3 separate regions of the Mus musculus genome follow, and regions 1 and 3 are each linked to region 2. A link is a contact called in public promoter capture Hi-C data. All regions are on one chromosome and are shown on one strand. The core of a region is the stretch at or near the end of the contact, and the rest is flanking DNA. Distances in the headings are between cores, read along the strand shown.

Region 1 (4,693 bases), core at 893-3,392, 730 kb after region 2:
TACGGTCTCATGTTGCTCATGTAAACTTTCTGGTAAATGTCACTAGGCTATCTGGTCATTAGACAGGCATCATAGAGTATATGCTTATACAAACCTTCATGCAGTGGTGACATGCAACAAGCATCCAGACGTGTAGGCTGCTACAGTGGAGCCCCAGTGTTCTAAGATGAACCTTCTTGTGTGTATGATACCAGGCATGAACCCAGGACCTTCTGCATACTAATTATTCAATCCATGACTGGGCAACACAAATACCTCTTAAACTCTCTTCATTAGCATTAGCAGGAGGACACTCCAAATAATGAATTAAAAAATATAGTATGAGCCTGGTGGTGCACCCCTGTAATCTCAGCTTTGGTGGAGCTGGGAGGCAGAAGCAGGAAGATGGCAAGTTCAACACCTGACTCACATGCTGAACAAGTTAAAGTCCAGCCTTGACAACTTAGACTAAAAATAAAAAGGGACCTGAGGGCTGGGTGGTGGTGGTAGTGGTGGTGGTGGGCTATGCTTTTGATCCCAAGGGGGGTGGGGGTGAGTAGAGACAGACAGATCTATGTGGGTTCAAGGAGAGCCTGGTCTACAGATCGACTTCTAGGACAGCCAGGGCTATACAGGGACACCTGATCTCAAAATAAACAAACAAAACCAGGACTTGAGGCTGTAACTCAGTGGTAAGCATTGCTTAACAAGTGTAGGGCCCTTGGTTCTGTCCCAGCTACCACACGCACCCACCAGTAATCTAGACATCTGTTAGCAGCCATTGTTCAGTCCGCCTCAGAACCCTGGCAGTGCAGTAGCTTGTTTACACTAACAGTGCCCCAAACCCAGGAGAAATGCACCGTGTCCCGCCAGCTGTGCTGTCATTAGACATTTTCAGCTCCGTTGTGATCCCACGGGACCACCACTTCATGAGTGCCCTGAGCTGACTGAAACACGAGCGTGCAGGGCATGGCTCACTCCTCCTCTCAGTAGCTACAGCTCCTTTTCTAGTAAAGCCCCAGACGCAGTCTCTCTCTGTGTCACTTTGAAGGGTAGTCTCTAGGGTGATAAAGTGATTTAAAAATCATACTTTTACACTAATTTGTCTAACATGAGAGAGATAGCCGGACTGATAACAGTGTTCATTAGAATGCTACATCTCGCTGTCACTCAGCAACAGAGACAAGGGGGGCCAGAAGATGGTCTTAATTGTCCTTGTCACTGTTACTTGAATGACATATTCTTTGGTGTAGATAATTTGGCAACTTTCTCTGTGGGGTGGATTATCTTACCTTACTTAAATCTTAACTATCTGAGCTAGAATGAAGTCTGCAGTTGTTTGGTATTTGCCGTGAAGCTCTAAGTGTGAGACTAAGTGTGAGCAACACAAACATGCCTAGACGAGAGTCAGTTTAAAAGTGGATCCCGTCACACTTACGCTTCAACGGGAAGAGAAGTAGGAAGCTCAGTTTCCTGGTGCTCGCCTCGCCGTGGACCCCCCTCTCACGCTCTGTATGCTGCCACGCAACTCCACTCAAGATGCGCCTCTCTTCCAGGTGCAGCTGGTGAACAATCGGTTTAAAGGAGTCAAGTATTTCCGCCTGAACACCCTGGCCTCCCTGGGTTATGTGGTTGTGGTGATAGACAACAGGGGATCCTGTCACCGAGGACTTAAATTTGAAGGCGCCTTTAAATATAAAATGGTGTGTGAACATAGAGCATTTTCTTTTCAAATGTTTTCGTTTTGAGTTGGGGGAGGATCTAAGTGACAGAATGAGGGAGCACGGGTTAGACTTGAGCAGTGGGAAGGAAGGCACAGTTGGGTTTACACTATACTCACTCCTGGTTACCTGTATGCAATGCCCAGGAGCTGAGGTAGAACCACTTCTGCACAAAAATACTCTTCTAAGTTGTACCCGCAGCTCCCTACAAAGCAGCCCCATCTAGCGTGCAGAGACCCATATGTAGCTAAGAAATAATTGAGATTTGTTCTGTCCTCTGTGAAGAGGGAAACCGACTGGTTAGTTCCTTCCTTGTGACAAGCCTCTTTCTCTCTGCAGGAAGCTTTAAATGCTACCTTTTAGAGATGCCCCAGGTCCTTTCTGCTGCTTTGGGAAATGATGACAGGCCGATGTTCCTTTTGCACTGTAAGGCAGTCCCTGTGGTTGCCAGTGTGTTGGACATGCTGAGTAAGACATGGGATGCTCTCCCACAGACAGTTCTTTGACCTTATGTTGTATTCTCATGTAAGTTTTTGGTTGTTTTATTTTTTTGGTTTTGGCTCAGTGAAGCGAGACTGTGTGCACTGGCAGGCCAGGTGATACCCTGGGTGGTACTGGCAGGCCAAGTGATACCCTGGGTGGTACTGGCAGGAACTAAGCCGTCCAGAGCTTTGCTAGAGGTAAAATGCTGGAAAAGAGGAAGTTAGGGCCTCAGGGGTAATGTCCTCTGTTTTGTTGCACTTAAGTGCTAAAAGGAGAAGTAAAATTAATCTCTTAAAGGGGCTGAATTTTTGTCTTTGGATAGAGGAAGGCTTGTTACAAGGAAGTTGCTGGCCTCTTAGCAGACAACAGAACAAACGAGTGGGAGACACGATGTAGTTAGGGACAGTGTGGGCAATGACAGGAAAGGCCTGGGGACTAAACCCCCATCAGAGTAGCAGGTCCTTACCTATAGAAGCATTTTTATTTTACATTTCCTGGGGCAAAATAGAATATCACTTGTTAATTAAACTCTAATCTGAAAAGAGAAACTCTCCAGGAATTTTTAGTAAAAACATGAAGCAGCATTAAAAAGAATTCTCAAAGACTCTAGTGTACATCAGAGCCAGTGAGCTTTCCCCCTCTTTGACAGGGTCAAATAGAAATCGATGATCAAGTGGAAGGACTCCAGTACCTAGCATCTCAGTATGACTTCATTGACTTGGATCGAGTGGGCATCCACGGCTGGTCCTATGGTGGCTACCTCTCCCTGATGGCATTAATGCAGAGGTCGGATATCTTCCGGGTACGTAGCTATTATTGTATTTCAGTTTTTGCTTGTTTGTTTTCTTGATTTCGGGTTTTTTTAGGCAGAGTTTCTCTGTGTAGCCCAGGCTGGCCTTGAATTCAAAGATTTCCCTGCCTCTGCCTCCCACATGCTGAGATTAAAGTTGTTCACCACCACCACCCAGCTCTCTTGTTTGTTTTTGTAATTAGATAGAATTCTGTTCATCGAAGACACCTGGAAGTGGTAATTTTTTTGAAGGCTCATGGTATTGCCAATATTGTAGAGACTTCTCTACAATATTGCTGAGTTTGTGTTTTGCAACATGGGAAATGTACCTTTTGTGTTAACATAGCTTTTTAAACACTTGTCAGCCTGAGCACCAATTTTTAACTACTTATACATGCCAAAGATTAAAAGTCATGACTAGTAAAACACACACACACAGTTACTGGATTGTACTACTTGTTTAATTACTAAAGTACATCTTTGTCCTATTCTCTGGTATATCCTCAACAGTTAACAGTGCTTAACAGTTAAGTCCTCAGTAGATCTGTGTCTAGCACAGGGCCCTAAACAAATCATGGGGAGTGAACTGAATATTTACATGCTTATAATTCTTCAGATTCTTAGAATTTTATACTAAAAGGGTTATAGAAAGATGATATTACTAAGAAAATAGTAATGAGTGGGTAGATGAGCTGACCCTGCAAGGGAGCCTAAGGCCATGCCTGACAACCTGGGTTTGATCCTTGGGACTCAGGTAGTGAGAGGAAAGAGCCAACTCTGCAAGGTTATCCTTGACCTCTGCAGCCATGCCCCTAACGTGTGCGCCCATGCAAATACACACATACTCGTAGAAAAGGCTCACTTTTTTTAATGTTACAAAAAGAAAGGCAGGATGTAGTGAAATGGCCTGGCAAGTAAAGTGCCCGCCACCAAGCCTGACACTGAGTTCAGTGCCCACACAGTGGAAGAACAAACTGAGCATGACCATGCACATAGGTAGCTAGATAGTTAAGTGTAAAAAAAAAAAAAAATAAGCAAAAATACAAATTAAGAGTAGTAATTTTTATATTAGTAATATAGTTCTTCACAATGATCAAATTTTTTTATTTTTTGTTTTGTGGTTTGTTTAAGACAAGCTAAAGTCAGGCAGTGGTGGCGCATGCCCTTAATCCCAGCACTCGGGAGGCAGAGGCAGGTGGATTTCTGAGTTTGAGGCCAGCCTGGTCTACAGAGTGAGTTCCAGGACAGCCAGGGCTACACAGAGAATCCCTGTCTCAAAAACCAAAAAACAAAACAAAAACAAAAAAAACCCAAAAAAAAAGAAGACAAGCTAGCCTCTAACTTACTGTACTGTATGGCTGACGATCATCTGAACTCCTAGTCCTTCGGCCGGCACCTTCTGAGGGCTGGGATCACAGGTGGACAGCACTCTGCCCTGTTTATGGGAAGTAATTATTAGAACCAAATAGCCAGGCATCATGGCATGCACCTGTAATCCTGGGACCTGCAGCAGACAGAGCAGCAGAAGAGCTGCCAAGCCGAGGCTAGCCTGGACTACCTACTGAAACACTATCTGTAAAACAAAGGACATGCATTAAAATATCTAAATATAAAACTACATAGAAGCTTTAAAATGAAAATGTTTTATTTACATATACTCCATCATTTTAAATTCTGTATTGCTTAAGGGAAAAAAGCTAAAAGGAAGCAGCAATGTGAC
Region 2 (4,424 bases), core at 1,293-3,792:
CTGAAGAAACCAAAACATCTTAAAAACAGAATAAATCCAGTTTCTGCTTGTTAAATACCTTGGGGTGTTGAGGGTTTGGGTATATAATTCTAACATGCTATTCTCATAAAAGTTTCCAAATATTAAATGAAGCAAAACTGTATTCTAAGAAATTTGCACAGAAAGGGGCAATTATTCTTTCATTTAGGTGCAAGGTGAGTATTTTAAACTGGTCCAATTAGAAATGTTTTATTCAGCAAATACAATTACTATGGCTGATAGTTACAGGACTAATCTAAAAATCAGAAAGAGCTATTTTTAATTTCGTTGAATAAATCACGGTAAGTACAGTTTGCTTCTACAATAGAGGAAGATAAGATTTAAAAGTATTCTTTTCCAAAGAAAGGAATGCTCCTGAAACAATGTACCTATGAATAAGATTAAATACTATATATTATTAGCAAAAATAAAAGGAAGAAATAATAGTGCTACCTATGAAAATGTAAACCAGAAGCCAGTTCACCATAGAATCTTAACTATGTACATCCCGGGGACCCAGCAGTTTATTGATCTACAGTCAGATCTTTTGGCCAGGTGTTGAAGCACACATATAAAATGTTACTACATTCCTCACCAGCAAAGAGAATACCAAATTAGTTTCAAAAATCCTTTCTGACAAAATAATGAATTCCTCCTCTTTCCCTCTAACAAGGGACCTTTTCTAAAGGGGGCAGGGGAACCGGTACTGAAAATAAATAAATAAATAAATAATGCAAAACAGATACCTCCGGCCTCTCTGGTGCTGCACAGCTTGACAGGCCGTTTGCATGAAAATAACTCCCTTCAACTCCGGGAACTCCAGAACCTCGAGGTAATCCTGGACAACTTTCCAGTCTGGGATCACGTAATGAGTGACTTCGGCAGCCAGGAGCTTCCCATCTGAAACATAATTCAGAGTGGAAGCCATTAGGTAACATTTTCAAACCTGGTTTATGACTATTTCAATGTCACAGTGCTCCCGGTGTGCAAAATAACTTCTCATCTTAATTTCACCTTGAAGTTTTTAAAAGACAAGACAAATCTACTTTGGTGGAGGCTCAAAGTTCAGCTCCATTGCTCCCCCTCCCCTCAGCTGTGATTAAATACAAGCCCAACATGGTTTATGTTGTAGCCAGCACTTCTTCGAAAGAATGATATTTTAAAAACAAGTACGTCCCTGGAAGAAACTAAATTTCTACTAAGCCATCACAGACATGCATGAGCACTGACTGCGTTGGCTACTTACATATCCATTATATCTCTATCTACATATACACACGTGTATATATATGTAAGGGCAAGAGTGCACATGTGTGTGTGTGTTGACCCCTTGTAAGCATCTAACAATTCCAAGGCTATTCGGTCTGAAGCTTCCTAACACGGCTACACGGTTCTAGGGTTGAGGAGAACGTCCTAAAAAGGATGCGCTGTTCAATCAATGGGCTTCCACTCAACTGACACCTTGGTCAAGCTGTGACCTCAATCATGTATTCTGAAAAGACCCCCTCACGCTCATCTCCCACTAGGGGTAACAAACAGCTGGAGGGTCTGCGTACTGGCAGGAGCAGAGCAGGCAATGTCAAATGTCCAGCCAGCGTAATACGCTCAGGAGTAAGGTGCCAATAGCATTTTCGGGCAGAAAGGAGGAGGTGCCTACGCCCTTAGGTCCCCCTGGAAAAACCGAAGCATCCGGTGCCTGCAGGCTCTTCCACTTAGCCCGGCTATTGTAGCAGGCAGGTCCGGAGAGGAGCGCCCCTGAGGCTGCAGAGGCCGGTCCTGCCTGTGCCGGCCACTGGGAGGGAAGACTGGACGCACCGGGGACGCTCCAGGGCCGCTCCCGGCTGCCCCAGTACCGCCGAGCCCAGACGGTTATGCTCGCTCCGGCTGCCTACAGTCCGCGAGGGTCTGGCTCCGCCCTTGATGCCAGCGCTAAGCCGCCCTCGCTGCTCAGCTTCCCGCTCTCCTCTCTCCTTGGGTCCCGCTTCCTTCACTAGGGCCCCGCCGCCATCGCGACGCCAGGCCGGGATTCCCTTTGCTCTTTGGGCCTCTGCCACCCTCGCTCCTCAGGCCTCAGGTCCCTTCGCTCGCGCCCGGCAGCCTTCGCTACGTCAGGCCCCGGCCTCCCTCGTTCCTTTGGTCCTGGCTTCCCTCGTTCTCCGAGTCCCGGCTTCTCTCGCTCTCCGAGCCCCGGCTTCCCTCTCCGGCTCCGGCCTCCCTCGCTCTTCCCGCCCGGGCCTTCCCGGTCCACCCCGGCTCTGACCGTTGCGGCAGGCGGCAGGCTGCGGGCACAGCGGGCTGTTGCAAGGCACGCTGGGCCGCAGGTAGTGTTCACGCACGATCCGCAGCGTCCGACCCTGGAAGGTCCTCAGCAGCAGCACCTTCTCCCGCTTCTGCAGCATGCTGGCGGCGTCGCCCGGCACTGTGGCCGGGAAGCGGCGGGCGGCGGGCGGCAGGCGGCAGGCTCAGGCGAGACCGAGGCCTGAGGCCCGCCCCTCGGGCCTGGTCGGGCAGGCAGCAGCGTTCACGTTCCCGCTACCGCTACCGGGAGCGACCTAGCCAGGGCTGAGAATCCTCCGGGCCCAGTCCTACTCGCGCCTTTTATTCCTCTCTGTGCCTTAGTTGTCCCCGGGCGGGAAAAGTGTAGATAAACTTCACCCGAAGAATCCTCGGGTGTGAAGGTAGGATGTGGCAGGTAGTCTAAGAGTCGAGTGTAAAAGGATTATTATTTTTATTTTTATTATTATTTTTTTTACTTTGTTTCTACCCACAGGCCCGTGTGCGAAGGGCTGCCATAGCAACAGAGGTAATGCCGGGCAGTGATGGCTCATGCCTTTAATCCCAGCACTTGGGAGGCAGAGGCAGGTGGATTTCTGAGTTCAAGGCCAGCCCGGTCTACAGAGTGAGTTCTAGGACAGCCAGGGCTACACAGAGAAACCCTGTCTCGAAAAACCAAAACAAAAAACAAACAAAAAACAAAACAAAAACCAGAGGTAATAACTGTAGAGTTTTCTCGTCCTTGTTTTTGCAGTATCTGAAAGAATTGAAAAGCTCAGCAAAAAAGCTGGTAACCCTGCTGGCCAAACCGGTTTTCCTCTTCAAAAATATGCTTATTTTAAATTTTAATACACGTAAACATTCAAACACTACAGATAAAATGAAAACCAGTCCTTCTGGGGTAAACACTCTACAACTTTTATAGCGCTGGCAGCCTCGGGCAAAGGACTTCTTAGAGCCGCTATTGACATGATCTCTAAGTACTGTGCTTGTAGTGTTTGACAAAAAGGACGGTATCTTGGGAGACCACACACCCTGGATTCTCCAAGCACTGAGCCCACTGGAGCAAGAGTATCATTTAGCTTCCTTAAATCAAAGGAGTGGGTGTTTATTTGTATCATTTTATAGGCTGTGAGGCTGCATTAAGGGAGCTTAAGTGCCCAAGGATACCTAGTTATTATGTTTCAGAACCAATCTTGAAGCTAGAAACTGCTCAACTTCAAAGCAGGTTAAGCATCATCTAGTCACTGGTGAATAAAAGAGAGAGCGCCTGCACCAAAGGAATTTACTGCTTGGCAACCTTTGGTTAATGTGGCTGGCCCAGTTGGCTGGAAACACCTGGTTCTTCCAACGCAGCTGAAATAAACCAGGACCAGTCTCTCATTTCACCCTAAGGGAATGCTAAAGGGTCATGGTCTCCTCCTCCTCCTCATATCTCTGTGTCAAATCACTTGGTGAAACTCAAGGTAGACTTGCACAAACAGGAAAATAATGTAGAGCTGGCAAACAGGCACCAGACAGTGCAAGGAGAGTCCCTAAAGCTCTCCACAGTGAAAGAGGCTCTCCCTGTCTAATACAGGAGTCAGTTCCAGAGAGACCAGAGGACAGTGAGTAGCCAAAATTGTTCTCTACATAAAAAATGCCTTAGATAACTGTCCACCAATCCCTCCCCAGCTCCCTTCCTATCTTTTTTAAGCCACTGATGCTATGGATTGGAAGAACGACTTTGATTAGGTACTAATCTGCCCTTAATATCTCTCCTCAGCACTTTGTAGCTAGAAATTGTCTGCAAATGAACCACCCTTTAAGGAATAGAGCATAGCTAGAGTTTTATTGAGAGTTGATTTTTATCAGTATTTAAAATAAGGCTGTAGCTTAGTTGGTACTTAGCCTCTCTTCCCCTCACACCCTCTCCTTTCTCTCTCTGCCTTTTTGAGACAGGATCAGGACATGTAGCTGAAGCTAGCCATGAGCTCTTACTTACCCCCCCCCCCCCAAGTGCTGGGATTCTCATGCACCCAGGCCTGGCTTTATCCATTATGTTGAGGACCATGATTCCTTAGTTCTTAGAAATGATGATGACCTATTGTAATAAGCCAGGCCCTTTTGCTTGGTTGGGTGGGTGGTTTGTC
Region 3 (4,558 bases), core at 609-3,108, 680 kb after region 2:
TAAAAGGCAGACAAGAAGCCTTCTCATCTCTGGAAGTCATTTCCAACTCAACAAAAGAGAGGCAAAGAATACACCAAACCCCAGCTTTACCAACAGACATGTTCATGAACAACCTTTTTTGTTTGTATGTGATATGCTTCCTTTTGGACAGAATGCCCTGGAAAAGGTGCCTGGGCCTGGGAAAGTGGAGCTCGTCTGACTCATCTCTGTAAATCTGTGGTGTGGTATACATGGTGTTGACATGTTCTTTTAAAACTAACGCCTCAGACTAGCAGACGTGAAGCCCCAGAAAGATAAAGCCTCCATAGGGGTGAGGGACTCGTTCTTCCCAAAATTTCTTAAAAAGGACTTTTCTCTCCAAAAGAAATGTTCTCCTTTCTTCTCCACCTTCACAGTGTTCACTGTTAACGTGTTTCAAACTCGAATCTCTGGGCATGGTGGTGCACACTTGGAATCCCAGCACTCAGGAGGCAGAGGCTGGCAGATCTCTGTGAGTTCCAGGCCAGCCTTGGTCTACATAGTAAGTTCCAGGCCAGCCATAACTATATAGCATGACTGTCTCCAAAATACAAAAATAAAAATTAAAAACAAAAACTTTTTTTTCTATTTTAGCAAAGAATCTTGTAGCAGAGTAGAGAACAATAGCACAGAGAATTATTCATCCTATTCTAGAGTAGCATTTATTCGGGTTTGCTTACACCTTAAATGAAATTTACTGCTTACTCAAAGACATTCTGGCCAGTATTAGCTTCATCGTTCACAAGGGGAAATTATTTACATTCCAGAAGCAAAGATTAGACTCAAGTGGACATGGGCACCTAGACCCTGCAAGAAAATAGACCAGATGAATTGATGAATTCAGACAGGTATCTAACTGCGAGCAAGAAACAGTTCAGAGGAATGAAGATTACAATACCATGGATGTCAAGGAGACTAGGGAAAGAACATTCCAGACCAAAACCACTCGCTTCACACAGAATACTGGATGGTCTGGTTAGAGACATGGGAAGTTCCCAGGGATTTGATTTGCTCACATTAATAGGTAAACGTGGTGAAATGAATACTTAATGTCACACGATAATTTCTTTACGCAACTTGCTAAGGCTGAGCTCGCAGCCTTAAAGAGAGGATGGAAATCATTTCCTTGGTGAGCGGAGGTGTGGTGTAGATTTCTATCACTGAACGGTTGGGGGGTTGCCCCCCGCCCAGCCCAGCGACGGGCCTTGAGAAGGTCAATGGGCCGCCCGGACTAAACCTCAGAGGCCAGCGCTGACGTCCTGCTACCGCACAACAGGCCACTGTCAAGCCGCACTTTAGACCCACGGAGCTCATCCCACAATTCAGAGGGCCTTAGGCAACCCGAAGGCCAGCCGCCGGCTTCCAGGACTCTGCTGAGGCTCCCCAGGGCGCCTACCAGGAACAAAGGGGATACCGGGGCCAAGCGCAGAACGCCGGACGGCACCTGCAGCCCCTAAGGGAGACCGGGGCGCTCCACTCGCGGTTCCTGCTGGCGCACTGCAGGAGCGCAAACGCACAGGGCGGCCGACGGGGACCGGGGGGCCCCCGATCCTGCGCGCAGCCCGCAGCCCGGCCTTTACCTGCACGTCACTCAGCTCCACGCGCAGATACAGCTCGCGGTGTCGCTGAGCCCAGTAGACATGCGGCGTCAGCACTTGAGTCTCCATGGCCCACGCTGTCCGGGGGAGCGGGGAGGCTCGGCTTGCTGCGCCTCGTTACCTCGGCCTGTGAGCCGCTGGAGCTAGCAGAACGCAGGCCTCAGACCCGCACGCTCCGCAGCCCGCAGCCCGGCTGTCTCGAGATAACCCACGCTCGCGGCTCGCGCTTGCGCAGTGAGGACCGGGGCGGGAGGGCGGGGCGAACCCAGCGAGGGAGAGGACGGGGCGGGACGTGGGAGAGGCTAGCGGCTGCGCCACGTGATCAGCGGCTCAGTGGCCTTCGGATCAGAGGCTTTTGAGCTCCTCGCTTACCTCCTGTGGCGCTTCAGAGAGGTCCTTGCACAAGAACATGAAAGTGAGAGGCTCTAATCTACAAAGAAAGGGCGGATTGGCGGCGTATGAAGAGGCTTGTGTGCAAGGATCCCTTCCAAGTTTTTTTGTATGATCGCAGCGTTTAGTGAGAACCCACTTCCTCCCTGGGCTTCAAGGCCACACACAGAAAGACAGATGAGCCATTCAAGACATACATTGGTGTTGCTTTTTTTTTTTCTTCCTTCCTTCCTTTCTTTCTTCTTTCTGTCTGTCTTACTATGTAGCTCTAGGTGACCTGAAATTCACTTGGTAGACCAGATCCAGGGACCTGTCGTCTGCTTTTGCCTCCCTTGTGATTTAAAGGTGTGCAACACCTCCCCTGGCCTCAGGCTTCCTGTTTTAAGAGAGATGGTTTCCATTCACTGCCCAACAAACAGAACAGCCCATTCGTTATAGCTATCTACATGAACTAATAAGCAAACAAACAAATCAGTTCCTTGGCATCCCTAGCCCCGTCCTGAGCATTTGAGGACCTGGATGCTGCAGACAGGCACTCTACTATAACCTCAGCTCCTTGTAGTGTCATCATCTGTTTCTAAGTTTTTCTGTAAAGGAGCACAGCTATTATGGGCCCATTTCCAGGGAAATCAATAAGGAGACAGAGACAGAGAGACAGAGATTAGTAAGAGGACTAGAGGACTAGAGGACTATAGCCTAGTCGGTAGTGGGTTTGATCCCCAATAGCACATAAATCAGGACTAGTGGTGAACACCTGTAATCTCAGCACTTGAGATGTTCAGAAGTGCAAAGTCATCCTTAGTTACGTACTGAGTTCAAGGCCAACCTGAACAAACAAAGGAAAGGGAAATAAAGTAGAGTTTATCATCCAGGCTAAAAAGTACACGGTGGTGGGGCAGGGTGAGGGAGACTAGAAGGCAAGGCCAGGGGCAGGGGGATGGGAATAAGGCTTTTATGATGATGTCAGTCAAATGAAAAAGAAACCACACTGTCCTCTCTAGAGACTGCCCCCCCCCCTCCTAGCCCTGTTTGGCTCAGGGCCATGTCTCCCTTCTCAGAGATCAGTCATTACTCCTGCAGAAAGCTTTCATTTGGTCCTTGACACTGATAAAGGCTATTGCCAGGACGTACGCCTAGTTTCTGCTGTTGGCAAGAGATCCTGCTTGGCTCTGATGTTCACCTTTTTACAGACTCTTCTGATGCTTGAAGGACTTAGAGGAGGAGCTGCTGTAGATGGGGATGTAGATTATTTGGTAGAGCACTTGTCCAGCACACACAAAGCCTTGGGTTGGATTCCCAGAACCACCAGGCCACGTATACCAATGGTCCACGTATGTAATCCTAGCACTTGGAAGATGGAGGCTAGAGGATCAAGCGCTCAAGGTCACCTGGCCTGGGATGCACGAAGCCATGTATGAAGCAAAAAAGAGAGGGTGAAGGGAGTTGCTGAATTCAGCAATTTGGATCCTCACCTATGCACAAAACATCTAACCAGTTATCTATAACCAAAACCAAGTTTGTCTGTCTAAGCCACAAAGGGAGAAACACTGACTGAATAAACCCAGGCATCTAGTGGGCAACAATCAGATCGTATACCTATAACCTCCTAAGTATGCCAGAAAGGTCAATAACTGCTCCCAACCTTTACCAGAAAGATCAGCTCATCAGTTACAGTTTAAAGGAAATCACACAGTTGTCCCCACCTGAGTTGACACCATCCTTCCATTACCTGCCTTACATGTTGGCTGTGGCCTTTTCCCCATATTTTCTCCTTCCCATCTGATAACTCTAGTTCTCTTAGCTGTTGATGTGATTGCCAAACACAGACACTTGGCAAATATTTGTGTGTAAATAGTGCATCAAGAGTGGGCGTAAAACACAGAGTAAAATTCATGCATTCATTTGCACGGCCTAAGACATTGCTGTAAGTATATGCATGAGAACAATCAGTATGGGGAGAGGGGGAAACTGAGTGCCCAGTGGACTAGGGTGGGAGAAGACATTTCACCATATTCCTTTTTATCCTTAAAGCTAGTGTGTGTGCATGCGTGTACATAGTCATATAGCTGTGTGCATGGGGTGCTATATGTGTGTCTGTGGGTATATGTGAATGTGTTCATGCATGTGTTTGGAAGCTAGAGATTAATATAGGTGTCTTCCTCAGCCACTTTTTGAAACAGGATCTCTCACTGAATCTGGAGCTCATTGACTTGACTGTGCTGGCTGGTGAAGATACCCCAGTGACCTGCCTAGATCCACTGTCTCAGAACCAGGTTCAAAGATAGGCACCATTGCACCTGGCTTCTGCAGGTACCAGAACTCAGGTGTCCACACTTACACAGCACACTTTAAAACTAAGCCATCTCTCAGGCCTCCTCAGGTGTTTGTTTTTTGGGTGTTTTTGGGTTTTTTTGTTTTTTTGTTTTAAGAATATGACAGAGAGCCGGGCGTGGTGGCACACACCTTTAATCCCAGCACTTGGGAGGCAGAGGCAGGCGGATTTCTGAGTTCGAGGCCAGCCTGGTCTACAAAGTGAGTTCCAGGACAGCCCA

The links. Promoter capture Hi-C pulls out the DNA fragments that hold promoters and counts their contacts.
Region 1: a promoter capture Hi-C map of pre-B cells shows a contact between it and region 2, with 3 times the contacts expected there. The contact joins the enhancer-like site here to the promoter of Dis3l in region 2. A contact is called at or near these places in 8 of 39 promoter capture datasets (the 3T3-L1 cell line, the C10 cell line, HPC-7-derived erythroid cells and 5 more), 2 of 115 datasets of contacts at active chromatin or transcription factors (acute myeloid leukemia and large pre-B cells) and 2 of 9 other capture datasets (liver and macrophages).
Region 3: a contact with region 2 is called in a promoter capture Hi-C map of erythroid cells, with 6 times the contacts expected there. The contact joins the promoter of Hacd3 here to the promoter of Dis3l in region 2. A contact is called at or near these places in 21 of 39 promoter capture datasets (the 3T3-L1 cell line, 3T3-L1-derived adipocytes, the C10 cell line and 13 more), 14 of 115 datasets of contacts at active chromatin or transcription factors (the 230-238 cell line, the NIH/3T3 cell line, the SCID.adh cell line and 11 more) and 3 of 9 other capture datasets (adipose tissue, liver and macrophages).

Annotation. Positions count from the first base shown.
Region 1 is chr9:65,072,904-65,077,596 of GRCm38.p6, forward strand. It overlaps Dpp8 (dipeptidylpeptidase 8), which reads left to right. Exons shown (of 21, transcript NM_028906.2): 17 at 1,536-1,682; 18 at 2,833-2,985. Among named protein-coding and RNA genes, the nearest start is that of Igdcc4, 26 kb to the right of the region's middle. Within about 2 kb of position 2,143, at least 80 of the 459 cell types and tissues checked have an H3K27ac peak or open chromatin away from gene starts, as enhancers often do. A contact at or near this core is called in acute myeloid leukemia, macrophages and pre-B cells, where this site is marked.
Region 2 is chr9:64,338,715-64,343,138 of GRCm38.p6, forward strand. Dis3l (DIS3 like exosome 3'-5' exoribonuclease) reads right to left here and starts at 2,543. Exons shown (of 17, transcript NM_001001295.2): 1 at 2,279-2,543; 2 at 765-918. The coding sequence starts at 2,417.
Region 3 is chr9:65,019,859-65,024,416 of GRCm38.p6, forward strand. It overlaps Hacd3 (3-hydroxyacyl-CoA dehydratase 3), which reads right to left and starts at 1,859. Exons shown (of 11, transcript NM_021345.2): 1 at 1,599-1,859. The coding sequence starts at 1,685.